Linked DNA regions of Mus musculus: regions 2, 3, 4, 5 and 6 are each linked to region 1. A link is a contact called in public promoter capture Hi-C data. All regions are on one chromosome and are shown on one strand. The core of a region is the stretch at or near the end of the contact, and the rest is flanking DNA. Distances in the headings are between cores, read along the strand shown.

Evidence for each region. Promoter capture Hi-C pulls out the DNA fragments that hold promoters and counts their contacts.
Region 2: a contact with region 1 is called in a promoter capture Hi-C map of pre-B cells, with 4 times the contacts expected there. The contact joins the promoter of Tlr7 here to the promoter of Msl3 in region 1. A contact is called at or near these places in 2 of 39 promoter capture datasets (cranial neural crest and pre-B cells) and 3 of 115 datasets of contacts at active chromatin or transcription factors (astrocytes, embryonic forebrain and embryonic hindbrain).
Region 3: a promoter capture Hi-C map of erythroid cells shows a contact between it and region 1, with 13 times the contacts expected there. The contact joins the promoter of G530011O06Rik here to the promoter of Msl3 in region 1.
Region 4: a promoter capture Hi-C map of pre-B cells shows a contact between it and region 1. The contact joins the promoter of Prps2 here to the promoter of Msl3 in region 1. A contact is called at or near these places in 8 of 39 promoter capture datasets (the 3T3-L1 cell line, the C10 cell line, cranial neural crest and 4 more), 3 of 484 Hi-C or Micro-C datasets (the G1E-ER4 cell line and embryonic stem cells) and 6 of 115 datasets of contacts at active chromatin or transcription factors (the SCID.adh cell line, astrocytes, embryonic forebrain and 2 more).
Region 5: a contact with region 1 is called in a promoter capture Hi-C map of pre-B cells, with 3 times the contacts expected there. The contact joins the promoter of Mid1 here to the promoter of Msl3 in region 1. A contact is called at or near these places in 5 of 39 promoter capture datasets (the 3T3-L1 cell line, hippocampal neurons, liver and 1 more).
Region 6: a contact with region 1 is called in a promoter capture Hi-C map of liver, with 2.2 times the contacts expected there. The contact joins the enhancer-like site here to the promoter of Msl3 in region 1. A contact is called at or near these places in 5 of 39 promoter capture datasets (the 3T3-L1 cell line, cranial neural crest, liver and 1 more) and 2 of 115 datasets of contacts at active chromatin or transcription factors (astrocytes and large pre-B cells).

The regions. Positions count from the first base shown.
Region 1 is chrX:168,671,779-168,676,549 of GRCm38.p6, reverse strand. It overlaps Msl3 (MSL complex subunit 3), which reads left to right and starts at 2,678. Exons shown (of 13, transcript NM_001370791.1): 1 at 2,678-2,822; 2 at 4,205-4,287; 3 at 4,660-4,755. The coding sequence starts at 2,721.
Region 2 is chrX:167,328,464-167,333,234 of GRCm38.p6, reverse strand. It overlaps Tlr7 (toll-like receptor 7), which reads left to right and starts at 2,664. Exons shown (of 3, transcript NM_133211.4): 1 at 2,664-2,798; 2 at 3,136-3,234. The coding sequence starts at 3,232.
Region 3 is chrX:169,976,617-169,981,387 of GRCm38.p6, reverse strand. G530011O06Rik (RIKEN cDNA G530011O06 gene) reads left to right here and starts at 2,471. Exons shown (of 2, transcript NR_029457.1): 1 at 2,471-3,102; 2 at 4,598-4,771. It overlaps Mid1 (midline 1), which reads right to left. Exons shown (of 10, transcript NM_001290505.1): 4 at 4,359-4,466.
Region 4 is chrX:167,380,703-167,385,473 of GRCm38.p6, reverse strand. It overlaps Prps2 (phosphoribosyl pyrophosphate synthetase 2), which reads left to right and starts at 2,725. Exons shown (of 7, transcript NM_026662.5): 1 at 2,725-3,004. The coding sequence starts at 2,883.
Region 5 is chrX:169,877,172-169,881,942 of GRCm38.p6, reverse strand. It overlaps Mid1 (midline 1), which reads right to left and starts at 2,324. Exons shown (of 10, transcript NM_001290505.1): 1 at 2,034-2,324.
Region 6 is chrX:169,792,988-169,797,758 of GRCm38.p6, reverse strand. It overlaps a transcript of Mid1 not described here. Among named protein-coding and RNA genes, the nearest start is that of Mid1, 84 kb to the left of the region's middle. Within about 2 kb of position 2,733, at least 35 of the 459 cell types and tissues checked have an H3K27ac peak or open chromatin away from gene starts, as enhancers often do. A contact at or near this core is called in liver, where this site is marked.

The DNA.
Region 1 (4,771 bases), core at 1,429-3,928:
TGAATGCTACTGTATCAACCTAGTTACGATTCACCACTGCCTCGGAAGCTGAGGCGCATTCTGTGCCACAGGAAGAGCAAACCCAAGAACAAAACCGAAAAAGAGACATGGAGCACTCAGAGCCGAGTCTGCAGCCACAGTTACTGTGCAAACGGAGGCAAGATGATCTGATCTCTTGAGTTCAAGAGTTCCAGACTGGCTTAGGCAACAGACACATTTCAGTTTCCAGAATTTCTGTGACCGTGCCCTTCTAGGAAAAAAATGAGGATGTGTGCCACCTTTATTCCACCACACCAGTTTTATCATGGTGTGCAGTAGGCTCCAACTTGCTTACTTGGTACTCTTCCATCCTGAAATACGCCATCCTGAAAGACAGGAGTTACGTATATAGTCTGCTTAGTGTGTCTAACTTTGATTACTCAGGAAGCTCAATCAATATTTATTGCATGAATGGATAAGGAACCAGGTAAATGAGTAGGAAATGATCATGAAGCATTTCTCCAGCATTATTTGCAAGGTAATAAACAAAGCCATGCACACAGAATGCACTGAACGCTTTAATTACTCCTTATAAAGGAGCCACTTCTTTGCTTAATTATAACAAAAGCATCTCACAGAGACTAATTACTCGTCCAATACCACACACACACACACACACACACACACACACACACACCATCTCACAGAGACTAATTACTTGTCCAGTACCACACACATACACACACTCACACACACACACACACACACACACACACACACACACACACACACAGAGAGAGAGAGAGAGAGAGAGAGAGAGAGAGAGAGAGAGAGAGATATCAGACTTCTATGTATATAATAGCTGTATATAGGTATCACTCTTAGATTTTATAGAGGAAGGCAGAGAAGGAGAGCCACCCATGACACAAGGATGGACTTGAATAGGAAAAAAAGGAACCCACCTCTCCTCAAAGGTTAGAGCATGGAGTGGACTCTTCCGTTCATGAACCGGAAACACCACACTACTCCAGCTATGGCTACATGTGATAAGCTGTGATATGTGCTTCAGAGCTGCCTCTGCCATTTACAGGGAACACTACCATCTACTATCCACATTCCTGGAGAATCAGGGTTCCAGTTCTGGCTTATGGACTTCATTGTCTTAGATCCAAGTCATTATCTGGCCATTTTCCTCACACCTGCCCTCCTCTTTGCCCTATCTGGCCAGTGGAGCTATTCCTCACTCAGCTCTTAATTCTAGAAAACCTGGAGGACTCCCAAGATGCCTCCTTCCCTTCCCTCAGTTATATCCAGTTGGCCATTGAGTTTTATGGATTTGATTTCATAAATCTGTGATCATTCATCCATTAAATATTTATTGTGTGCTGTGAGTATACAATGACACACTGGATTAGACACCCCCAACCCCCAGGTTCAAGCAGTTTACCCTCTTAGTGGGGCCATCTTGCAAATGAACAACCCATTCTCCAGCAGAGCAAGAAAATGGTAATAAAAGGGTAAGTCGAGTTCTGGGAGGGAATACTGGACAGATACATGGTTGGTTCCTCTAGGCTCCTGCGGGACCTTTCTCTTGGAAGTGCCCAAGTGGAGGTGTGAGAGATTTGGACCTTGTACCAGGTGAAGGGAGGTGGGGGTGGGGAGACGCAAATTTCTGGAAGCAAGAACAGAGTGAGTGGCTGTGGGAAATCTGACAGTTCACTAAAAACCTCCCAGCCCATCTGCTCAACTTTCCAGCCAGGTCTTGATCTAGTAATCACACTGCCTAGTGGCTTTGCACTCAAGAAGAAACAGGCCAGCACTGCCCTCTCTGTCACTGAAGCTCTGCCCTTCAAGTCTCCTGTCTTCTGGTCGGTCATTCAGGGAGTATTTATGAACGCCCGATCTTTGCAGGCACTCTGTTAACAGCAGTCTCAATGGTGCTTCCACTCTTCAGGAGGTTTTGAGCCACTAAAGATAGACCATGGGGGAGCAATTCAGGAGTGCTGCAAGCTGACACGTAAGGTGTTAACGACCCTTTCAGGACCCATAAGCTTTGCTGTCCGCTGCTCACTGGGGCCTCCAGGCCCTACCTGCTGGTCCTCTCGGAAGGATGACCCAGTGTTCTATTAACTGCCCGGAATGTCTCCTCCCCTCGCTCAAGGCCACTGCCCTTCTCCGGCCAGCTCCAACACCGCGTCCTTCTCGCGTGGCCACACTCATCTGCGCGCAGCTCCGCCGAGGGGGCTGACGCGCGCGCGCGCGGCCAGGCAGCTCCTGGGGGCAGACGCCATCCAGCCTCCTCGGCGCCTGGTGACTACCCTAGAGCAATCCTCTCCCTAAGAGATCCCCACACTCCGGCCAGAGAGCGCACGCCCGGGGTGACAGCTCGGCACACACGTGGGCGCAGCCTGGAAACCGCGGGAATCCTAACCCATGGGGACCAGAGGGAACGGTCTGCTGGAAGACCTCGGTCGAGGGATCTTGCTCCCCGTCCGCACCCCTCTCTGAGCCCCAGAGGGGACGGGCGGGGACAAGCCCTGGCGGGGCCGCGCGCTTCCATCGCCACTGCCAAGGTCCTCGCAGTGGCGCGGGGTGGCCGGAGGAGGGGCCGAGGGCGGGGCGGTCGTAGCCTCCACCACTCCCGGGCCCCCCCGGTGGCGGAGCGCCGCCTCCCCGGCCGTCCTCCCCCACCGCGCGCACTCTGCCCGCCCCGGAGCCTCGCCCTCCGCCACGATGAGCAAATGAGCGCGAGCGAGGGCATGAAATTTCAATTCCACTCTGGGGAGAAAGTGCTGTGCTTCGAGCCTGACCCTACCAAGGCGCGAGTGCTGTACGATGCCAAGGTGCCGCCGCGGGGGGAACAGGGAGGAGATGCGGGACTGGGTTCGAGGGATGGGAGGCAAAGGGGCCAGCGGAGGACAAGTGGCCTGGAGTCCTGGACAGCCACCAGGGCGCGCCTTGGCCTGCGTGGAGCGGCCCGGGACTACAGGGGACGCTGGCGAGACGTGCTGGGCGCGCGACTTCCCTAACTAGAAAGGACCCGTGATGCTTCCGCTTCCGGCCGTGTCGCGTCGCTTACGCGCGGTTGCTAGGCCAGGGTGGCGGTTTGAGCGCTGGGCGCCAATCCCGGCGACCGGTGTAGGAGGACTGTCGCCTGAGGCCTCTGCTTTTGTAACGAATCTGTCCTTGTCCCACGCGGCTTCTCGCCACATGGGCTCAGTAGAGGACACCTTGACCAGTTTCCCCACCCACATCTTCAACCTGGTCCTCAATTATTCCCAGCTGTCAGTCCCGAACCCTGGTCAAATTTAGGATTGTAGTCCTGCTGGGGGGGAAGGGAGGGGCTCAAGGTTGCTCTGTTGCTTTCTAAAGGATTGGTGGGAGGCGAACAGAGCTAGGAAAGAATCGCATCTCGCCTGTATCCAGCTTGGTCAGCCCAGGCTGAGCTATATCTTGCGGTTGTCAGTTTTTAAGTGGAGGACTGGGCACCTAAGTGCTCCAGAGCCCAAAGAAGGTAAAAATTCAGCGCGCTGGGGGTCGGGGCGAGCATCGGTGTTTCCAGCCACCAAGGTGAAGTCCTTGGTGGCAGAGACAACTCGGAGCAGCACCAGGTGTGTTTTTAGCCATGTTTCAGCAGTGCTGTCCAGTGGAACACCCCAAGGTCTGTGCTGGATTATGTATCTTTGGTTCTTCCTGAAACCCTTAACTCTGTTTACCTCCTATTGCTATCCCTCCAGCTTGCTCTATCGCTAGGAGATGGAAGGATATACGTTTCATTTGTACCAGCTATCACCTTAGGGAATGCATGGCTATTAAGGGGAGGGGAAGGGTTGTGGAAGTCTCTGGCTAGCTAGGCAAGACACTGGACAAGGCAAGGCCCAGGTGACTACAACTCCCAGAGGTCTCAGGGCTGTTCTCTCTAGTCTGGGCCCTTCGCTAATGACAAATCTACCGACCAATGACTTCAGAAGTTTCACCCGGTCTCAAACTCAAGAGACCAATCCTGGGTTGGTTGGACGGATGTTTCCTATTTTGAGGCAACCACTCGGGCAGAAGAGGAAAAAAAATGTTGAAGAATGTTACGACCCAGCTCTCGATCTAAAGGGGGGAGGGATGAGTACTTTCTTATTTCTTTAAGAAGGGACTGTGATCTAGTTCTTTTTACCAAACTTATAGTAATTTTCGGTTTGCTGTGCCACGCGTGAGTAGTATTTCCTGGTTTCAGATCATCGATGTTATTATCGGGAAAGACGAAAAGGGCAGAAAGATTCCAGAATATCTGATACATTTTAATGGTTGGAACAGAAGGTCAGTGAACTTGTTACAGTTAGACTTAATCGCCTTTGTAGCAAGATAATTTTGTAACTTTAAGTTTTAGAAACACTTGTAGAAAAGTTTAATTTCCTGCTTCTGCTTTGTTTGGAAAGCTTGCCTGGTCTGAGGCATGATTACTTTAAAGTCTGTTATGTTTGGATGATCTATGAGTAATCTCTAGAAATCTTGGTTGCTGTAGCTGAGTTCCCTTTGTGCTTTATTGGTAACCTCTTGGTGGTTTTGAAGTTTTTTTTTATAGCTTTCTAAAATGTCAGCAAGTCTGGGGCACTTCTTCATGATGCTTTTTAGCATCCGTTTCATTTGTTTCAAAATACTGACGTTTACATCCTCTTCTTTTTCAACCAGTTGGGATAGATGGGCAGCTGAAGAACATGTGCTACACGATACAGATGAAAACCGGAGATTACAGCGCAAATTGGCCAAAAAAGCAATAGCTCGCCTGTAAGTATACAAAAAC
Region 2 (4,771 bases), core at 1,415-3,914, 1.3 Mb after region 1:
AATTTAAACAAAACTTGTATTTTTTTTCACAGTACTGTGGTCAATATATTTCATGTCACTTATGTGTTTACAGCTTCTACAGCCGTGACAGGAAACTGATAATCTAGTTCGTTTTAGAAACTGATGAGTTCAGCAGAGTGGATATATAGTTGGGCTGGATTTAAGGAAATCAGAAGGGATGACACAGCAGTTCAGAGAAGAGCATTCCCAGTCTGAACTCAAAGTAGCAAAGTCAAGGAGCACTTACTAACATTTAGTGGGGACAACACCATAGGAGAGACAAGAACATCAGTAGATAAGAGTTACAACCAATCCCAGCCAAATAGAGGGAAGAAGCTATGGAGAGAGAGAGACTCTATCCTATGTACAGCTATGACTTCTCTTTGCAGAAACCCAATCAGAAGGCAGCAGCTAGCAAGCTGTTGTTTGTATAGCTCAGGCTCCAACCTCCCTTATCTGTCACACCACCCACATTCCTTGCATGCTTTTCCTGTCATTTCTTCCCCGCCCCCCCCCACACACACACACTTTAGATTCTCCTGCTTTAATGGCCTCCCCCCCTTCCAGAACCAGTTCAGATCAGTTGTTCTTTCTATGTGAGAAGGCTGTTAATTTTTTTATATGGCCCCAGTTTTCCCTTGTTAGGGGCCATACTCACCAAAAGAAAATGTTAATTCCCTTAAAAAGCATTGCATACACTAGCAAGATTTTGCTGAAAAAAACCCGTGATATAGCTGTCTCTTGTGAGACTATTCTTGGGCCTAGCAAACACAAAAGTGGATGCTCACAGTCAGCTATTTGATGGATCACAGGGCCCCCAATGGAGGAGCTAGAGAAAGTACCCAAGGAGCTAAAGGGATCTGCAACCCTATAGGTGGAACAACAATATGAACTAACCAGTACCCCCCGGAGCTCGTGTCTCTAGCTGCATATGTATCAGAAGATGGCCTAGTCGGCCATCAGTGGAAAGAGAGGCCCATTGGTTTTGCAAACTTTATATGCCTAAGTACAGGGGAACACCAGGGTCAAGAAGTGGGAGTGGGGGGGGGGAGAGGAGAGTGGGGAGGGGGGACATGGGGGACTTTTGGGATAGCAGTGGAAATGTAAATGAAGAAAATACCTAATTAAAAAAAAGGGGAAAAAACATTAATTTTCATCATTGCTCATGAAAGGCAGAAGCAGAGGGTACCATCTGGCTTGTTTCAGTGGTAAGTTTATTTCTGGTGCTACTGGCATGCTACAGCAAATGAAGAAGAAAGTAGTTGCCATACTAGAAATCAGGATTTGTGTTAAACTCTCAGTCTCACAATATTGACTTCTGGTTCCTATAATTGAACAATACAATTTGGCTCCTCCTTACCACCACGGAGGACAACTCCAGTTCCAAGGACTCCAATGCCCTCTTCTGACCTCCTCAGGCACCAGACACACACAGCATATACAAACATCATGCCTTTATGCGAAACAATAATACACATAAAGGAAAATAAATACATCTAAAAATGTTTGATTTTCAGTATTTAATAACATAAATACAGATGCGTGTTTTAACATAACAAGCCCTTGGCAAATGTGGTCTACCTGTAGTTGCTATTTTCTCAGCTAACTAGGGATACTAATGCAGGCCAGCATGTTAACTCTGGTTATTATTAAGTGTTCTCTGGATGCTAATATCTGCATCTTCTTTCTTGGTTAAATTATAGGTATATTAATAACTTTAAACAAAGCTACAATAATTTAAGCTTGTCCACAAAAGGCTTCTATTATCAGTACAGGAGGGAATACTTCTCTTAGGGACACTCTGAGAAGCAAATAATTCTTTATATTCTCCAGAATGGAAGTATTGCTGATTTTTGGAAACTAAAGTGAGGGACCCAACTGGTAGCTTTAATACCACTCAAAAATCAGTGTCCCTTCAAACTGGACCAAAAACAATGCAAGATAAATCTTGACTCATTTCGAAGATATTTATAAAGCAGTGTCTCTCAACCTAAACCACACAGCCCCCTCCTGGCATACTCTCGAGTCTGTAGTTATCAGAAGTAGAAGAAGGCAGTGCTGTTGATTTCTAGAGAGATAGGGCACGAATGCTGCCAAACATCCTACAATATAACAAAATGTCAAAATGTCAAGATTGTCAATAGTGAGCTGGCGAGAGGCTCAGTGGAGAAGAGCACTTGCAGCACAAGTCTAAAGTTTGAATCCCCAGGACCCTAGTAATGTGATGATGATGGCAGAATGTCTCTAACCTCAGTACTATGCAGGGTAGAGATAGAAGGATTTCTAGGTTTAGTTGACCCCAGTCTAGCTTCAGATTCCGTAAGAGACTCTGTCTAAAAAGGGTACAGTAGAGAGTGACAGGGTGTGTACTTGAAATCCTCCTCTACACTCTTCACACACATGTACCTTCACAGATAACACGCACACACACACACACACACACACACACACACACACACACACACACACACACTAGTGGCAAAGTTATAAATCCCTGCTTTTAAACAAAAGGACAGGTTGCTTTATCAGGTTGTTTGGATTTAGAAATGTTGCCTCAACTCTAGTGATTAAAAAAAAAAAAAAAAAAAAAAGAGGAGCCGGGTGTTTCTGCAACCCCCGTGTGGTGTAAGTTAAGTAGTCATGCTCCTTCCTGCCCTCCTCCCACTACCCAGCCTCAATTTTGTATTTGGAAAGCCCAAAGCACGCAGCTCAAAGGCTCTGCGAGTCTCGGTTTTCTGTTGCCTTCTCTCTGTCTCAGAGGACTCCATCTATAGAACCACTCTATGCCTTCAAGAAAGGTATTTTAAACACTGGGACACATTTCGATAATTTCAGTAAGTAGATGTACGTGCTGTTACAAGGGAATGGGGGTGAGAAGAGAAGGAATCCAAACCGTAAGCCAAAAAATGTTTTAGAATGTAATGAAAATAATGTTGTAGTCTAAAATGTCAATTCGTCCAAGACAGATTTTCAGTCAGATTGGAAACAGTTTCCTGGAGTCTGACTTTCTTGTATCTAACTTTAATGAAATGAATACTATATGTATTCTCAACAGCACATTTATAAAACAGTGTTGCCAGTGTGTCTTTGCTGCCTTTCAAGTGTCACATTGGATGTCTCTGTTTCTCACTGCAGATGTCCTTGGCTCCCTTCTCAGGATGATCCTGGCCTATCTCTGACTCTCTTCTCCTCCACCAGACCTCTTGATTCCATTTTGAAAGAAAACTGAAAATGGTAAGAACAGTTTATGGAGCCTGATTTTGTCATTGCTCATCTTTGTGCTAAGAACTGGCAAGAAAAGTATTTAGGAATTGTTCAGGGATGAAGATGTAGCTCAGCAGTACAACACTTGCCCGTAGTCCCTGGGTTCCATGCCCAGAGTGTTGTTTCCTAGGAGAAACTGCTTTGTGATGTTTCATAATCAAAATGAATCAATGTAGTATTTCATAATTTGGGATTAGTCATTGTTTGCTCTGTCCAACTTCTTACATGCTCAGTACATACTGTAGTGAGCAAGAGTAGATGTTTGAATTGAGAATTTTAATTTTTTAAAAAAAAATTCTCCAGTTTGATCTTTAAAGTCATGCAGGCCCCTAAAGTGACTTAATGTGTTTCCTACCATATGTTGCTATCTGAATGACTGTACAGAAAGAATGGATTCAGGAGACATGAAGAACAGGGATTTGGGGGACGCCCCCTGCTCTACTGCTGTCAAAGATGCTCAGAGTTTGCAATTAGATGAAATGGGGTTTCAGGGATGAGCATGTCCAGGGTAGAGGCCTCAGGATGCACTTAGACTCAATTCCTAACACAATCAGAACACATGGGATTTAAAGCAAAGGGTGGGCAGCAGTCAGTAGATGGAAAAGTACTAAGAGGAAATTTCAGGCATATGGTGTGTGTGGTGGGGGGATGGGGTTCTAGCTAATTTAGTCTGACAGAATTCTTGTTGGAGGCTGGCCAGGATGCCGCAGCATTTCCTGGAGGAAGAGGAGAGTCAGAATGCTCAGATCCAGTGAAGGGCTGGGGCATGGAAGATGTAGGGAGGTTAGGGGTGGGGTGTGGTCATAAGCCAAGGAAGGGTTTTTGATAAAAGGACTTAGCAAGATCACTGCTTGAGCTGGGCAGAACAAAGAAGGCATAAAGCCCCCATTCCAAGGTCTAGGGCTCACAGAAGCCTGGCTGAAGTTCAGGCAAGCCGGGTCTGACCATGCATGAGCACTATGCTCTCTCCTTGGTCATCTTACAGAGACACAGTGAAGCTCCATACATCGTTCAAAACCTTTGCACATGGTCATTAGGTAGACCAAAATCAGACAAAGCTTCTTCTGAAATGATTTTTTTTCACCCACGCTAGACTCAATCAAACGGTATTCATTAGCAGCACACTGTGATTTCCAGATCATCACTTTGGCCCCAAACTCAGTGTCTAAGACCTGATGATGCATTACCATGAGACCATACTAGTACAAAGGAAGCAACTGCTTTGAGTTTCATTTCCTAGAAACTCAGATGTCTATTTTAATGCATGCACATGACCACATCTGTCTTTGCCCCTCTAAGAGTGGCATGCTAGGAGGATGGTTTAAAAAAGGAGTTTAATTCATTGGCCACTTACTGTAAGTCAAGGCTCGTGCTTCTGTTTTGGCCTCAAAGCTGGTCTGAGGCACAGGTCAAGAAACTGAGGCTGGAGAGTTTAAAGAGAGGACACAGTCCTTGAAACCCACATCCTGAAGCTGGGCCTCTAAGATTGCTCTGTTCTTCCAAGACC
Region 3 (4,771 bases), core at 1,222-3,721, 1.3 Mb before region 1:
AAGCATTAGGTATTCCTATTTTCCATACTGCCTAAAACCTGTGTATGAAATTAACAGAGAGGGAGCATTTTCCCATTGATTGATATTTTTCTTATTGAACTGATGAGAGAAAGCCAAAAAAAGCACAGCTGGGCCATTTCCTCTCACTGTAAACGTCATTTCCAGTCACTCTGTGCTCACTTGATGAGTTGACTATTTTGATAAGCATTTCCCATTTGGGATAAAACACACACTTGTTTCACAATCTCCATTCTAGTTCCCGATTCTGTCTTGCTTGAAAAAAAACCAAAAAAAAAAAACAAACCTTGACCGTATTGACTGTAATCGTCCACGACCTCTCTCTCCGGCAGGTCAAGAGAAGTCCAGGGGAAGCCGCTTGACCGCGGCTCTGGTGTCTGAAATGTGCCATAAGCTGAAGCCCTCCAGCCAGGAGCCAAGTTAGAATTAAAATTCCAAGTAATTGGAATCACCTCGTGCCTACCGGCCCCACCTACATGCAAGGGGACAGGTTTTGGCTGGTTTTCTGATAATTCCGGAATGGAAAATAGCCTTGGGTGAGAGGGTAGGGAGGATGCCTGGTTAATCTGTCTTACAGACAAGGCAGGCTCAAGCTCCCTCCAGAATTCCTGCTAACTTCAAGAGATTTTTGCTTTCTCCAAGTCATGACTATTATCCCAGGACAACTTTAATCTTGGAGAAAAAAAAAGGAAGGAAGGAAGGAAGGAAGGAAGGAAGGAAGGAAGGAAGGAAGGAGATGTCAGATCTGTAGAACCCTAGGGAATGTCCAATTCCAAATGTGTACTAAGCAAACGAAGGAAATGACAGCCGAATCGAGAGGTGCTGAGCCCAAGATTTCAGACAAGGCTGAAAAGAGTCCATGAAAATGACGAGTCAGAATGAAATGTCCAGACTTGGCAGCTAAGAATATGTGATCTTGGCAGCATGGTTAAAAACACATCGTTCATTCTAAAGGTAGGTCTTGTCCCTATCAGGAGAAGTGTGTACCCGAGTCGAACAAAATAACACCATTTCACACCAGATAGAACAGAGCCTCTGGCAACATTATCTAGAGAGTCGAGGCAGCCCTCTAGCCTAACTCAGGGTGTTAGAACACATCTATTAGGAACTGTCAGAGGAAGGGAGAATTCCAGAAGGATAAGTTAATAGTCTCAACCATAAACCAGATGAGTGGAATATTTAATTACATAACATCAAGAAGATTTAAATGGTACGGCCAAGTTGAAGGCAGATGATAAAATTCTCACCAAACGAGATGAGGTCAGACTACTCTTCTGGCTTCATTTCATGTCACTCTCTTAGCCTTTGAATAGGCACAGCAGAGACCACACGTCTCAAAGATGACGGCTCTTCAATGTCATATTTTTCAGGTTTTTCCTCTGAGGCTATTTGGAGATTAACGGTGATGTTTAAGGACAAGAAGAATAACCGAAACAGGAGATATTGATGTAAAAGAAATTGAGAGCATACTGTGAAACTGCCACGATCTTCTCGAGTGGACTTCCATGTAGAGCGTACTTTTCATTACAGGTCAGTTGACAGTTGCCTCGGAGATTCACAAACACTGTGTGCGATAGAATCAGCTGGGGATCTTTCCCAGGAAAACTCTAGATGTCTGGGCACATCCTCTGGCATTCTAGTTAAGGAGCTGCCATTGGCAGAGCCACAGTAATTTGCATTTGAACGAGCAACGCACGTTTTTAAGTCTCCGGGTGATGAATGACTAGTATGGTCGGGACCAGCATTTCAAATATCAATCTCGCTTTAATCTTTAAGTCCATGGACATCTGTCATGCTTGAATGTCACTCAGACCCTTTTGTCCCTTCTTACCTCGATGGAACTCCCCAGGCAGAGGCCAAAACTCAGTCCCCACGGAAGCAGAAGAATATTCATATCTCGTGAAGCACATCAATGATAATAAAAGATAATAAAAGATAATAAGAGAAAAACGAACGTGCACGTAGATGCTTTGAAAAGGAATCAACGCTCACGGAAACCAAAAACAAGTGTCCTTTGAAAAAAGGAAAATCGAACGGTCACGACCGCCGCATTCTCCTCTGTCACCACCGGGTGGCGACAGAGAGCACGCCGGGAAAAAACTTCCTCCAAGGGGTCGGATTGCCCAATTTCTTCTGTAGCTGTTTTCTGTCACATAATTGTCTACGAGTTTACCTCCAAAACTTATTGATTGCATTCCCGTCTGTGTATTTCTTCTTTGAGTCCTTTTTTGTCTGTGATTTCTTTATCTCTAAACTGTTTCTTTTCAGGTCTGTGTCCTCTTCTGCAAAACGAATCTTACCGGAAATTAGATAATGCTGCTGATTTTGCTGGCTGTGCTTTTAGAAACTCAAGATTTCTTGGCTTGCTTCGGAAATGAGCTCAGCACCTCAGTTTTAAAGAAAAGAATCTGAAAATAGCTTCTTGTTCTCCTTGGTGTGCTCCAATGGTTTTACTTCTGCTTTCCCCTAACCCGGCTCCTGGGCTCAGCGCTCTGCAATCCAATCTCACTGTGGACTCCTGTCTCATCTCTGTGCCTCTGAGGCACCTGTCTGGTGTGATAATAGAATGAGTGGAGTACGGGTCCTCTTAACGACTGACTTGTTCCAGAACCTCAGAACTGAAGTTTGCCAAAAGCTATGATGCCAGGCAGACATCGGCAATACTCTTTTCCCGTCCCTCGTAATGAATAAGAAGCCTTCTGCAGTCTGTGGCGCTGAGGCACAGGCCTGGTTTCTGCCTTCCATCCGATCCAAAGCAATTCCAGATTCTTCCAGGATGTTTTTTAGGCACAGGCATCGGAACTGCAGGCATGCCCGTATCTCTTCAACCATGCCTGTGCTTCCAGCCACAGTTGTGGCATTGCACTTTCATGCCATTCCTGCTTCACCGAAATGCTGCTCTCATTTCACTCTTCACCGTTGGAGTCCATGTCTATTAATGGTGTATGTCTGCAGCGGAGTGAGTGCTACAAAAGATGGACTCTACCTATAATCATGGCCCAAACTGGAATACCTTTTATTACTATCCTCTAGCTCCTGAAAGGAAACCCCAGGCCGTGAAATTCAAGCTGCAGCTGAGTAAGGGTAAGTAAGTACGGTTGCTGCAGAGGTATGAAAAAGTGCCACTGCAATCTGAAGATGGACTCTTAGCGAAGTCCACATCGGCACCTTGGGAATCTTTCAGTATGCTACCTTCCATACCAAAGGAACTTTGTAGATGTCTAGGTTAAGAATCTTAAGGGGTTGGGGTGGTCCAGGATCGTCTGGGTAATCTCTACATAATTCCTAAGGTCTTTATGACAGAGAGACAGGACGGTTCATGTCAGTGAAGTAGATAGCAGGATGAAGACAGAAGGCAGAGTGCTAATGACTTAGTTGTGAGCCAAGGACCATGGATGACCTCCAGAAACTTGACAAGACAAGCATAGCTTACTAACATTGCCTTTAACCTATGTAGCCTTTAGTACAGTGAGACTGCTCTCAGACATCAGAACAGTAAGATAATCAATAAGAAGGTTCTAAGCTACAAAGTTTTGGTAATGTGTAATAGTACGATAGAAACCATCATAAGAAGAATACGTAACCAATTAAACAGGAGAACAGAGGCTTTTTAAAAAAATTTTTTGAGCTACATTGCATAGATTAACAAATATACCAAATGTAAATTTCTTACACTTCCAGATTACTAGACCGTTAAATTCGAGAATTTATCACCACAAAAATAAGTGTTTGAGGTGATGAATATGTTACTTAGCTTGATTTAATTATTATACATTCTATTCATGAACCACAGAATCATGTCGTATCCACCAACATGTACACGTATAACTTGTCAATTTAACATTAAAACGATAAATTTTCTAAAGAAATTTATGTGGGCATGTAGAGTATTGATCCTGGCATGCAACCACTTGACAATAGCAGATTATCTTCTTGGAACATAATAGCAACTAACCATGGCAGAAAAACAGGCATCTGAGAAACTAGGAGACGAAAGGAATGAGAGATGAGTCCACATGATGAAAGAAGATGCACTATGCGGAAGTATATTCTCAGTAGATTCTAGGTGGACACTTACTGCCAGAGGCATTGAGCAAACATGGTGCCATGCTATTGGGAATTTTAAGAAATATGAATAATTCTCTTTCGGTTCTTCACTACTCTTTGTCGAGTATTTTACTACAGCAACACAAAATGGACCAAGGCAGGTAGTTAAGAAGGGATTATGACGAATGCAGAGAGTACGATTTGTTTTTAACTTTCAAAGCTGTAGATGTTGGAGAGAAAGTATATATTCTTCAGGTGAGAAATACAGAACCTTTTTATCAAGGAAACCATACCTTGCCTTCTTTAATCTTTGTTCCAATAATTTGTCTTCGTTGCTGAATGATTTCAATGAGAAGATCACATTCTTCTGTCAGTTTGGCTTCTTGACGGGATGCATTGACCTACAGGATGAATAAAATGGCATTCATCTGAATTTGATCTTAGCCATTCTGAGTGGCTGTGAGGTGGAATCTCAGGGTTGTTCTGATTTGCATTTCCCTGATGATTAAGGATGTTGAACATTTTTTTTCAGGTGCTTCTCTGCCATTCGGTATTCCTCAGGTGATAGCCCAAAAACTTAGAATACCCAAGATACAAGATACAATTTGCAAAACACATGAAACTCAAGAAGAACGAAGACCAAAGTGTGGACACTTTGCCCCTTCTCAGAACTGGGAACAAAACACCCATGGAAGGAGTTACAGAG
Region 4 (4,771 bases), core at 1,476-3,975, 1.3 Mb after region 1:
ACTACTGGTTTCTTGTGGATTGAGCCTAGGAATGCTTCTAAGTATCCTACATGCACAGGAGAGCCCCACAACAAAGAATTACCCAGTCTGTCAGTTGAATGACAGTTGGAGGTCAAGGTTTTTCCACAACTTGCCCCGTGTGGATCAAGGACAAAGGTGCTTGGGAGAGAAACTGTTCACCCAAAATCTATAGCTGCTCTCTTAAGCCTGTCCGTTGCTCAGTGTCGGCTTCGTGCTCAGTTTGTAACTTAGGATGATTTTTGTTGACTCCCATTAGTATCCCCATCAACTGTAAGCACAATTTGCCCCTTGAACACTCAGCATTCAAGGACAGTTCCTCAACAACCACACTCGTTGTCAGGACAACAGGGACATTTCATCTCGTGCTATAGAAAGGTCAAAATTTAATCTTAGCTTCTAGAATCTCATCTATGAATTAACCTCCAGATTGGGTACTTTAACATAGTATTTTATGCTTCATCAGTTTTGTTATCAAAGAATCCTAGGCTCCCACACTGATCAGCAACTACTTGCCTCCTGATAAAAGTATGTATATATTTAAAGAAATGCAACAGTTGACAAATTTTGCCTATGAGACAAATATTTAAAGACAGAAAAAATTACAGTAAAATTGCTGATGATAAATTTTATTAAGGTGAGTTTAAGTATAGTTAATATAATTCAGTCAATAAAACTTTTAGACATATGTTTGGATATGAGTGTAAATCTCATCTCTATGATAATTTATTATGCAAATTTTATTATAAAATACAGTTATTTGCTACTGAACATGTGGGATGTTTTGAGAAATACGTAATAAGGTTAATTCATAATCATGTAAGCAATGTAGAGTGCACATAAATGAACCAAGACAGCGGAACATCATTAAGCATTATAATATTAATGGTGTGGTCTGTCATCTGAATCTTTATGCAGCATATACTGGGTGTAGCTTAAAACCCACTGTAGGTAGATTGTTGCTGCTGCAGTTGTTTTTGAGACAAAGTCTCACTATATAGTATAGGCTGGCCTGGGATTCTTGGTCCCCAAGCCTCAACCTCCCAAGTGATGAGATTAGTTATATCATCACCTTGGCTCTTTTAAGAAATACAATAGGATATGTACATCTCTGTCAGCAGAATGAAAAGGAACAGAAATGCAATGGGAGTAGCGCTTTGGAGAACCACTGGGGCAGTCAGTGGAGTTTCAAAGGAAACCCTTTCATAAATTCAATTTGCTTGGGTTTGAGGAACCTTAGGGGATTGGAGAGACACAGTTTCAACAGGCCAGCTAGCCTTCAACTGAAAGACCCGCCTGCCTCTGCCTCTGCCTCTGCCTCTGCCTCTGCCTCTGCCTCTGCCTCTGCCTCTGCCTCTGCCTCTGCCTCTGCCTCTGCCTCTGCCTCTGCCTCTGCCTCCAGAGTGCTGAGATTAAAGGCTGACACCTTTGCAGAGTTCAAGGAAGGGCCCAGAAGCAAATCCCCCAAAGATACGGTCAATCTAAATACTCTCCCAAACTCCAATCACACAAGAAGTGCCTTTAGAGTGGGCTACAATTCAAGGGCAAGTAGTCTTTGTTGTATATGGCAAGCCAAATTTCAGTAGACAGTGGTAGAGCCCAAGCAACTATCTGGCCAGGTTAATCTGTCTCTGAAAGCTTTTAAGAAATGTAAGTCAGGATCACTAGTGCTCCACTCGTCCAGGAGCTCAGGATGAATCTCCTTTCCTTAAGTGTGCTTTGTGCCCAGCGATTGGCGATTGGCTCTGACACTGCATTAGCTACTTCAGAAATGCTGAGGTGGGGGTTGAGGGCAGGGAAAGCAAAGGACTCTGGGAGAGGGGGGTTGGTTGCCGCAGCAGGGGTGGGGGTGGGGGGTGGGGGAGTCTGACTCTAGAGAATCCAAGGGACAGGAAGTTGTGAAGAGAGCCTGAGAGCCAGCCTATCTACATAAAAACGAGGACTCAGAAGGAATTGGTGAGAGGCAACTGACCACTTGAAAATACGCTTTCCTCTTGTGGCCAAGCTTAGGGGTCAAATGGTGGCTGTCATCAATGACTCCTTTACAGAGCAACACACATTTAGGAGCTAGACGGTAACATGTTCAGGTTTTGTGGACCAAGAAGCAAAAGACAAGAAAGAATGTGGGCATTTATATAATAAGAAAAAAAAAAAAAACCAAAATTTTCAGCTTTTGTTGAAAAAACTGGAAAACAAAATATTTGAGCTAATTTTGTAAAATATACATCTAAATTAAATGACAGAGAAAGAGAATTCTTGTTGGTGAGAAACCCTTTTCTTAGTCCATCTTCAAACGTAGTCTATATCACCACTTCAAGTGCAAACATGCTTCACTCCCGTGTGCAAATACAAACCGATGTGTGGGTCTGGCCTATGTAGACACGGTGTGCACTTGAAGCCCAGGTATCACCTCTGGGTTCTGAGCTTCCGGGTTGAAAGGCTGCTCCTGGCTGTGAGGCACCACATGGCCCTTTCCTGCAATGGCTCACTGTGCCCACTTTATCTGGTTGGTTGACCTCCCCATTTAAAGGCAAGTCAGGAAGTCCTATGTGGAGCCTGGAGCTCCCCTACGGAGCAACTGTACTTGGGTGCTTCGGGACCACCCAGAGCTTCAAACCCAGATGCCCAGCCTGCGTGGGCAGAAGCAGCCTCCCAGCACCCTCCAGCGACTCTTCAGCTGCTCCTCCTCCCTCTGGCTCCTCCCCCGGCCCTCCCCTCCCCTAGATCCTGCTGCTGCGTTTTCCCGCTTCACCAGCAGCCCAGGCCACCGCAGCAGCAGCAGCAACAGCCGCAGCAACGGTAGCAGTAGTCTGCATCGCAGTCCCTTTCTCCTTCTCCAGCGCGCTCCTCAGTCCCCGGTCACCATGCCTAACATCGTGCTCTTCAGCGGCAGTTCTCACCAGGACCTGTCGCAGCGCGTGGCCGATCGCCTGGGCCTGGAGCTGGGCAAGGTGGTCACCAAGAAGTTTAGCAACCAGGAGACCAGGTGGGAGCCTCGCTGGGGCTGAGGCAGGGGCCAAAGCATGCCCAGGCCAGCTCCGCGGGCGTCATGCTCTCCCTTCCGGGGCGGGACGGCAACAACGCGGCTGCAGAGCCAGGGCGGCTGCGCCAGGGGAGAAAGAAGTTCAGCAAGGGACCCCCAACCCCCACCCCCAACCCGGGTCACCCTGGAGTCTCTACGCGTATCCTCTGGCTGTTAACCTTCTGGTGGCTGGGCCTCCAATACCCGGACATCGGCGACCTGTCGACCCTTGGGCACCCCAGGCCCCTCTTTTGCACCGGCTCGCCTGGTGTCTTCAGTCCGGAAGGACAAAATCGGGGCAGTTACAGAGCGTCTGGGAGAGTGGGCGCAGTCTGTGGGCATCACTTCGGTGCCGGGAATGGTGGGGGCGGGGAGACATCGGTGGATCCGCCCGCCCCAGTTTCCAACTCTCTGCCAGACAGAAACCCAGAATCCTGCATGGTTGAAAAGGCTCTGCACGGGTCCTGGGCACTGGGTTTATCCCAGGGAAACTTTCGAATGCCACTTCCAGCCGCTGGCGATCAGAGTACTGCCAGCTGCTCAGGTGACTCTCCAGAGCAGCAGGCTGGCCAAGCGCTGCCTTATCCAGAAAGGTGGGTTTGTGCGGGAGTTAGGCAGAGCGTGGGAAAGCGAGACGCACGTGTTGAGCGCTCGCACCCTTCCTTTAAACTTTGTTGCATCTATCATTGCGAATAGCTTCTTTGTGTTTGTGGAGCTTAGCTGCGCACAGCAACAAGACCCCAGTTTGTTCAAAATTCCACCGGTTTCTCACATTAGCAAAAGGTGCCACCAGGCAGGCGGAAGCTCTCCTCAGCTTAGACTAGGGATTCCTTGTCCTACTTGCCCAAAGCCAATTTCTTTTCCCGAATTCTATTTAGCACAGTTAACCAACTATACAGTGCACAGTGACAGATAACCGTTCTATATTTAGTAGCGCACGAATTCATTCCGCAAGTTTTACAGAAAAAAAAAAAGTCATTCTCCGTATTTACAAAAGTTAACTTAGAAACGGATTGTAGACACAAACGTCAAAACTAAAACTGAAATTTCCAGAAGGAAGCACAAAATCTTGATGATGGAATGAATCGAGAATTTGGTTGTGAGATTAAGGGCATTTTTTTTCCTTTTGGTTGTTTTATTTTGGTTTGGTTTTCGTTTTCTGGGACAGACTTTTGCTATGTATTTAGGCTGGTATTGAACTCACCCAGGTAGTAGTCCAGGTAGGCTTCGAACTCACAGGAGAACCCTTGTTTCTACCTCCCAAGCATTAGAATTTCGGGTGTGTGTGTCATCAGACCCAGTTAGATTAATATTGATGACAAAGATGATTTTTTTCTAGAGGTTATGTGAATCCCGTGTGACCTTTTCTAGGTGGTAAACTCCATTTACACAGCTTGGGTGATAATAGAAGAAACCTGTGGACAATTCAGGTGAAAGAACTGCCACTTTGTTTACTTATTGACATTACATCCTGATTGAAGTCCCCCCTCCTCCAAGCCACCCCCTAAAATAAATTAATTAATGGGGGAACAAAAGGAAGTAATCCAAACCTTCCAGGAGTCGGCAACAAGAAAACAACAATGAAATGAACTGTGACATTGAATTAAGAACAGTGAAAAATTTATTTTCATAAGTTAAAAACAACAACAACAACAAAAGAATGCCACTCTGGGGTTGGGGAATGTAGTTCAGTTGGTAGAGTTGCTTGCAGGAGTTTGCATGAAGCCCCTG
Region 5 (4,771 bases), core at 1,075-3,574, 1.2 Mb before region 1:
GACAAATTGGTTGGTGGATGTTATTCCTCTGCCTGAATGAAGTGGTAAGGTCTCTTCCCCTCCCCCAACAAGAGAAACAAGAACAAATCTGGGACTCGCCCATGCAGTAATGCTACCATCTCATGCCTGGTTTCTTGTATGAACAATGATCGCTACTCTTGCATCTCCTCCCCCAGTCCCTCCCTCTTTTCAACTACCCAATAGGCGAAAGAACAATGTTATATATGTATCCAGAGATGTGGGATGAAAAGATGGTCATTCATTAAATAACTAAGGAGTTACTACATGCCTACTTGTACAGTTAAAACTTCAACACTGGGCTGTTTGCCAACTTCATACAAATGCCACAGTTCCACATGGGAAAAATCATCCCAAGCTCTGGACAAGCCTGCCTGAGGCATCAGACAGAGGGAGTGTCACCCCATTCCAGAGGAACTGTGTGGGCACAAAGATTCTAAAAATTGAGTTCACACATCACCGAGGACAAGACAGGTGGCTTCACACAGCATCAAATAACTTCTTTGTTCCGGCTTAGGACCTTTGTGAAAAATAGTATTGTGTACCTATTCTCTTTCTTGCTCCTATCCAGCAAGCCTCCTTGCCCCTTTTGTCTATCTCATGTGCTTGCTAGAAATTCAAAGAATGAGGCTGCTCTATAAGATCGCAAAACTTCGAGAAAGCCAGCCTCTGCACCACTCTCCAGCTAGGCAGATGCAATTTGCTGAAAGCACACACACAGTCTTTCATGTGCTTTTTTCTGTACTCCTGCAATTTCCCAAGCTCGTCCAGAAGAGCAAGTTAGCGAATAAGAAATGTGAGGGCCTTTGCTCCTGACCTTTCATGCAGGGCCTCTGCTTTACCTCTGCGGCAGTGAAACGGAAAGTCGTAAACCCCTTGGCCCAACCACTCATGGGAAGGTTTACTTTCGCCTAAAGTGAACACTTTGGGGTGGGGCACACCCAACTCAACTGGAAGAAAAAAGAGAAGAGGTTTTCCGGTGACAAAACAGATGCTCAGTTTCCCACCCGGAGTTACTCCGCTCTGGCAAGAGTAACTAGCATTCCTCCCCGGGAGTCTCTGTCCTTCCCAGTCACTGAAAGGCTTTTACTTTTGTCTTTCCCTTGTGAGTATCGATCTCGGCAATAAAACATTGACGTAAGATTTTTTTTTCCAACTGTGATAGAGTTGTAAATTACACCCTCTTCTAGGCTTTGTAATCCAGTCTTTCCTTTTCTCTTTTTCCTCAACGGCAAAGCTATAAACCTCATAAACTTCTACCTAAGTTGATAAGGAATTGTATCCCTATGCCCTAGAGCGACGGAAGAAGCTGCTGGCTTGGAATTCTTCACAGAGACACACTCAAGACCGGTCTCCCTTCAGTACTTCCGGGACTGTGTTCTTACGTCCAGCAGCAACACAAAATACAACTCCTAAAGTGCTAGAACGGTTTTTAAAAAAGTCTGTAACACCCCCCTCCCCCCTCCCCGCGCCTGCCTCCGCTGGAAGTGCAGCTTGTTCCATCCAGACTGCTTTCGCCTTCTCAGCCTCGGACACACAGTAAAGTGCTCAAAACGTGAAAGCAAAATAAGATAAGAGTCCCAGCGTGCTTCTTTGTCAGACTGTGCAGTTGTCTTTATTCTAACCTGAAGCATAATAGGGTAGAGGCTAAAAGCTTGAGATGAATCCAGCACAATACATTCCAGAGGCCCGCAAACTGGAATTGATTTGCATATTCCACAAACCGCTCTGAACCTTTTACAAAGACTGCCTGACATCAGCAACCACTCTTAGAAGCAAAAGCTGGCGCGGGTAGGTAGTAAGGACGAGGCAGTGGGGTGCCGGCAGGTGATGTGCTTTCTAAGGTAGCCTTAGGAAGAGAAGGCAGTCCCCTCCTTCCACCTAATGGATCTGCTGGAACGCTGCGTTTGATCACTCCGCCCGCTCTGGGAGTAACAGGTCGCAGGGGCCCCAAGCTAAAGCCCTCCTTCTGTGGCTGGCGCCAGCACAGCTACAATCACAACCCCCAAGCTTACCTGCCTCATGTTTAGAATTCCATGACCCATCCGGCAGGGAGCAAGCTGCTCGGAAGCGCACCCGCAGGCTTCCAAGCGCAGACACCAAAGCCGGCAGAAAAGCCCACAAGACAAAAGCAACTCGGTCGAATCCACAGGCAGCAAAGAGCACGTTTTTCGTCCCCCTCCCTTTTTATTCTTTGATCTGCTTCTAGACGCTCTCTACCCAAGACAATGTCAAGTTTCTCAACCTTTCCTTTTCCAGCCTATGAAAAGTCGGGCGCAGGCTAGCGAGGACCGCCTGGCTCTTATTTCAAATCAGTTCACAGGGACGTCGTAGGCGGCGGGCTCCGGTCGCGGAGAGCCTCGCCAATCAGGAGCAGTGGGTGGACCTGGGTGCAGGAGAGGCTGCCTTTACCAGGATTAGGGCAGCTTTCAGGAGTCAAATGACTGGAAGCAGCTGGATGTTGTGTCAGAGCTCCCCAAAGTAAAGGATGAGTTCTATTCTTGTCTAACAGACTGCATCTGCTCAAAGCTTAACTAGCTCCGGGCCTTAAACCCTTGCACTTTAAGAGCCCCTTAAAAGCATTAAAGCATTTTAAAGGTGAAGAATGATTTCAGCGAGAAAACCTCAACCCTCAGGACCCAAAGATATTTTTTAAAGTGTATCTTGTTCTAGATACCTAGTTTTGTAAAAACAGTGAAGGGAAAAACCACACTGCTGTAAGTATCACTCTAACTGAAATAAGCAACCAAGACAGTTACCCACCTCGTCTTCACATAAACTCTATATCCAACCTAAAGAAGCAAATGTTAATGGGACTGAGCACACAAACATTTTGAAATACAGGACTTGAGGAAGAATCTTCATCGATGGTGACTGAAAGCACAATTTCAGATAAAACATCTCCTAATTAGAACAATGAATACAGAAATTTAGTTAATGAAACTTCTTTTTACATAAGTGTATGTACCTCTTTGAGTGTTTGAGTTTATCAGTGCTAAACTGGTAAGCTCACTAATTTATATATATATACAAAAAATATATATATACAATATATATATATTCCCAAACAAGTGCTCACAGTTTGAGGATAATCCAATATATATATTAAGTTTTTGCAGTATTAGTAAATAATAACAGATAAAATAATGATTTAGTGGTTTCAGGAGTGCTGGAGGTGTGGTTCAATATGTGTGAGCTTGGCTGAGTTCTCTGAGATTTTGGCAGCAGGGCACCAGCACCTGGGAGTCCATAGCTCTGCCTCAGCTCCCCACTGAGAAGTTTTAGAGTCCCCCTAATCACACCAGCTGCCCTCAATCCATTTATTTGTTCTTCAGAGTCATTCACTATGGCCTAGACCCAAGCTTGTTTAGCCTTTTCACATGGTGATACCTTACTAAAACAAATCACACACACACACACACACACACACAAAACACACAGATACACACAACACACACACTGAGAGAGAGAGAGAGAGAGAGAGAGAGAGAGAGAGTCCTAATGTTTTAAATACATTTATAATGTTGTGTTGCACAGTATTCACAGTCATCCTTAGCCACATGCATCCTTAGGGTCATGGGTTAGGTTGAACAAGGTTGGGTAGATGAAGGCTTCTAAACTTTGAAATTACTAGCATTTGCAGACAAATAATTCCTCACCATGGACCTAGCTGTTCAGTGTGTTGTCAAATATTTAGCAACATCAGGACCTTTGCCCACTAGATGATCATAACTGATTAATATAATATAAAGATATCACTGGATGTCTTCTAGGGATCAAAACCAATGTTTGTTAAAACCAATTCTAGTTAAACATGTGAGAATGCTCATGCCCCTGGTCTAAGAGAAACTGATTGGGTTGGTATACCAATGATGCTGGGAATCCATACTTTATCCCAGTGCCAACGGGCTCTGATTCACTTTGAGGAAAGTCTGCATCTACCACTGCCCTAGATATATCTTAGCTCAGGATGCACTTGATGTTGGATGACTATGTTTAGATAGGGGGAAAACAGGAAGCAATCTGGATCTAGAAAGAAAATAGGCCCAAGTATGGAGAAACTTTTAGGTAAGAAACACCCAACTAATCACTCGTCAGGATTTGAAATAAATTAAGCTTAATGTTTCATCACTTGGAAATTAAGCATTAAAATACTTCAACTTATTTCCCTTCATTTTTTTTAACATTTGTTTAGTGTGTGTGCCTCCTGAATGCAAAATTACATATGTATGCTGCAATCCTGGGCTTCAAGTTTAATTATAGCTTACAACTTAATAATTCTATGCATTTAAGAGGTAGAAATATCTTAACAGTTTCTGTGTTAACTGACTAAATGTAGCTGATTCTTTATTCTTTTCCTTTAAAAACTTTGTTAAGACACTCATCTTTTGAATTTAAAGATGGATTTTGTTTGATTTCTTTTGATCTGTGTCTTGAAACAGGGATTTGTTGTGCTGTGTAATCTGGTCTCAAACATCTGGGCTCAAAGTTGCCCCAGTCTCCTGAGCTCTGTAACTTTAGGTGCACTATATTGCAACCACCTAAAAAGGTTTTTTTGTTTTTCCCACACCTATTCTCATAGCATTTCTGTCCATTGGCAATTAAAGCCCCATCTTGACTTAAGTACAATCTTCTTCTGCGCCCCAAAAGTAACTTGGCTACATTTTTACTATGATTTCATATCATACTTGTAAGAGGAAAATTACTTAAAAGTTGTTTTGCTTTTACTGAATGCCATCCCTAGATCCTGAGG
Region 6 (4,771 bases), core at 1,484-3,983, 1.1 Mb before region 1:
ACAATGGAAAGGCAAGTAAAATACATAGCTGGGTTTCTCGTTTTGCCATCTGGTTCACCTTGTGCTTTCACTGTTCTCATCAGTCCTGTTAGGTGACGTTGACTATGCCATCACGATTTCAGTGCTTCCTTAATTCACAAACATGGCTCTTCATACACAACAGCTTAAGTATTGAATTGTACACTGTATTTCTACTATGTTACGGATCCTAAAGAAAAAAAATGCTAGCACTTTAAAAATCAGAAGCAATCATGAATTCATGTGCCTGCTGCGAGCTGCATCTAAGCTGTCATGTGAAATCATGACAAGGCTTCATTGGATCACCTCATTTTCTAAGGAGGTCATTCCATTATGTTACAGCCTCACCGTGCTTAAACAATGGCTGTGAACTCCAAATCCATAGTGTTACATAAACAAGTCAGGGAACATTTCCCGGAAATGTGAGTCATTCACTTCTGAATACAGAAATAAAAAATAACCACATTTTTTTCTCTCTCACTTAAGGATAACTTCACTGAGACACTGGAGGTGGCAAAGTTCCATCAATAAATCCAGCTGTGTCTGTATTTGAGCCCCAAAAATCTCAAACATGGGAACCAGGCTGCAGCTAATCAAAAGCTCCAATTCTTTGTATCCACAAGTCAAGAACACATTTATCCATTTTCAGAATGTCTTACCAAGAAAACATTCATTCCTCTGGGGATTTGGGTTTTATGGAAACAAAACAAGACAAAATAATGTTATACTCACAAAGGGAAATTTTGCAAGTATCTAATATTTAAAAAATAATTTAGGTGCTGGAGAGTTGGCACAGGTATTACCAGATCTTTTGGCTATTGCAAAGGGCTGGAGTTTGATTGCCAGTATTCACACAGAAGCTTAGCACCTCAGGCACAGGAGAAGCACGTGGTGTACACGCAGATGTGCATGCGGTAATGGAGATGTACATGCAGACAAAATACTCATACATATAAATTAATAAAATTAATTTAAAATATATAGTCTATGTAAAATGGTTCATATATAAATCATAGTGAATTTTTAGAAAAATTATTCATTTAGGTGTGTGTAGTGTGTTTCTACATGAGGATATATGCATGTGTATAAAGACGTGCAAGCATGCGACTTTGCACACCACTTTGTATACAGAGAACAGAGAGCATCAGCTTCCCCAGAGGTGCAGTTACAGGATGTTACTGGACGCTTCACTTGTGGAGTGAATACTGAGACCTAAACTCTGATTCTCATGATTTCTAAACAAGTGCTGGTAACTTCTGAGCCATGGTCTCAGCATAAAAATAATGCAGTTTTAAAAAATATGTGCTTTATTAAATATGAGCTGTGCCATCCTTACTGTCTATGTGCGTAGAAAACCAACTGTTGCAAAAAAAGAAATAGTATAGCCAATAGCAGAGTGCCCAAATATGTCTCTAATTCCGTACTGTCTCATGTTTTCTTTTAATATGTCCTATGTTTCATTCTTAATGAAGCAAGTAAAGGGTTTAAAATCCAGTCTGGATTTTTCTTTGTGTATACATTTGTGTGTATGCATGAATTGTGTGTGTGTGTGTGTGTGTGTGTGTGTGTGTGTGTGAACATGCACTTCAAGTATGTGTGCATGTGTGAGTTGGAAGCTGAGGCTGGATGTCTTCCTTAAAAATGGTCTACCTTATTTTTGAGACAGGGTCTCTCACTGAATCTGAAGCTTTCTGATTCAGCTAGACTGTCTGTCTAGCAAACACCAAGGTTACTACTGTCTGTCTTTCTGCTTAGCACTAGGACAGGACTACAGAAACACATTGCCATACCCAACTTCTACATGGGTTCTTGGGATCCAACTAAGATGATCAACAAGCATTTTACCCTATTGAGCTATCTCTCCAATCCTCTGGTATATATTGATACACTTCTTATTATGGCTAAAGCTGTATAAGCAAGACAAATAACAAATTATAAGTTCTGAGAATTTTATTTCAGCCTAGTACTAAGACAGATTTATCACTAGATCAGAACCAGTAAGTTGATACCATCCAAATAATGACTGAGAAGCATTGACATTCTCTACAAAGAATATTTTAGCATTAAAAAAAAAAGACATCTCTGAAGAAGCCAACAATATAATAGCGTACAAGGGCAACGCCAGCAAATGTTAATCCAAATTGTGCACTCATAGCAGAATTAAAGCAGAAAAGGTGCTGTTTCCAATTGTGTGGCTTTATGATTCTGGATAAGAGTAAAGGTGAGTGATTTTAAGTAGGGAGTATGAAATTAATCAGCTGTTTCTTTCACTGAGAAAAAGAGGAACGGTGTAATAGCTACATCTCACTAAAAATTACAGCCAAGTCTTATTGAATTGAACCACTGTCTGGCAGAATTTTTAAGAGATAAATAAAATTGTGAGCAGCAATTGGCTTCACAAAAAGATGGCATAACAGAATCAGGTCCAAGAACAGCAGGACTGACCTTTGCCCTCCTTCTCCCTGTTCTGAACTGCAACGGACTCACATGTTTTTAAGTTGAGCTTTCTGGTCCTTGTAACCACCATGCTTCGACACTTTGGCAATGTGCTGACCCACATTTTTGGTGGCCAAACTGTGGTTAGTGTGGGCAGGAGAGCCAGGAACTGCTGACTAATCCATTTCTGAAACTTGTGGTTACACAGGAACCAGTGGGCAATGGTTGGATTCATCTGCTTTGCCCAGAGCGCACGATGAAGTGGGACTGGAAAGTGATGCAATTAGCCAGAGTTACCCAGCTACTCTTTGATCCCAGTGGAATGCTCTGAAGAACTAAAGTAAAGAACCAAGTCTGCAGGAGAATGTCTGTTTATGTAACGCCTGTTAAGTGGCACAAGGAAAAGCCACGCGGTTTCCATTTCATCTTTAGGATTTCTAAACTCTGCCCTTTGAATTATCAAGGACTACCTCATCAAGGACGTCTGTCAATGCAACATGAAAGAAAATTGGCCTTAACTGCCAAGTTAAAGGGGATTTTGCAATTTCTCTCCAGGCTCCAAAGGGCATTGTCTTTCTAATACCTAAAGCAGTGAATCTTAAACTGGTCCCTGGATCATCAGTCCCAGAAGAAGGGAGGAGGGAAATGGATAGAAATGCAGACTCTCCGGCTCCAACCCAGGCCCGGGGAATCAGAGCTCTGTGATTTGGCGCAGAAATTTAACAAGTTTCCCATGTGATAGTCTTGCTTGCTCAACTTGAGGAACAGTGGTGTAAAGAGTCTGTGTCGAGGTGATTCTAGGACAATGAGAAGCATTGGCCTCCTCTGGGAAATATGTGTCACCAGAAATACTCCAACTTTGTATTTTGAACATGAACTCATATCAGGTTACTTTAGCTGAAGGAAGTATGTGCTCTGTTTCTTCAAATTCCATTACTGGACTTATTCAGATTTGAATTTCAGAAAGCTTTTCTAAAACTTAAGGTACAACATATAAAATTTTTATTGGATTTATATTTATATTCATTTATATTATTAGTGTTTCTGAAGTCATCCTTTGTTTATTCGTTTATTCATTTATTCATTTCTGGGTAAATGAGATGTTTATTAGCACCTCATGATAACTGTTTTCGCCTTCATAGTGCCAAAGGATTTTAGAGGTAGGATGGGTCTTCTAATTCTTCACCATTTTTTACCATTAAAGAAATGCCAATGAGAAGACAGTATGTAAAAGAGCTTACAAAAACATTCTCAGGAGTTAGGTGGGAGAAGGCTTGCTAATCTCTGAATTCCTCGACTTGAATCTGTAAGTGGAGGCCATAACTCACATATCTCTTCTCTTCTCCAGTTTCACATATTTCTTCTCTTCTCCAGTAACCCAGTTTTTGGAACAATGTTGGCCCCGTTCATAAATGATATGAAATCAAATGTGAGTTCCTTTTCCTTTGCTCCTAGAAAAGTGGATAGGGTATTTTTTTCCTAGCTGTCCATAAGGGATGGATGAAAATGAAAATTTATGTTAGTTTATATTAAATAATAGATTATTTCTTTTAAGCTAATGACCTAGTGGCCTATGATTGTGTCAAATAGACTCTACTAACAAGATGCCCACAACAGTGGTCAGGGATTATCATCTCCGAAATCTGTTGAAAAGTTTCTTCAGAGATGTTTATATAGCACATGCTCATTACTATGTCTGCCCCAAGCCAATTTAATTTAGTACTTTAAAACGGACTTAGGTTATGATATTTTAAGCATCTTGCACAAAGCAAGATTTATGCTCTTGGGTGTGACTTTGGGTCTTCTACTGCACCCAGTTTTCCATAGGTCTGTAGAAGCAAAAGACTGTTTCTTTATGCATTGGAAGTGCAAAGTGGTAAGCCCACTCCTACTCTCTTCTAACATCACCAGGAATGAATAGGCAGCGTGTTTCCCATAATTCAGCAATAACTGGGCTATTATTCTTTAATGCTTCAGTTTATTAATGTAACCACTGTGTCATTCCTACCATGCCCATGTAATTAAATTACCCCATAGACATTTGATATGGTGCTCTCAATCCCTACAAAAGCTCCACATTTCTATACCCCTTTGTGAGTCCCTAATGAATGGGTGGCACAGACACTTCTGTCATCCATGTTCACTCCCTGTCCTCTCCTGACTGCTCTCCTGTATCGTGGAGGGAGGCTTGTTTCTGCAGAAAAACTAGGGACTGTTAAAAAGAGGAGGGTCATGTTTCAAGTGGCAGCAAGCTTGAGACATGCTATCACCTTCCATGTTCTTTGTTCAGCTAAAGCAGAGGCTGCCCAAATTAAAA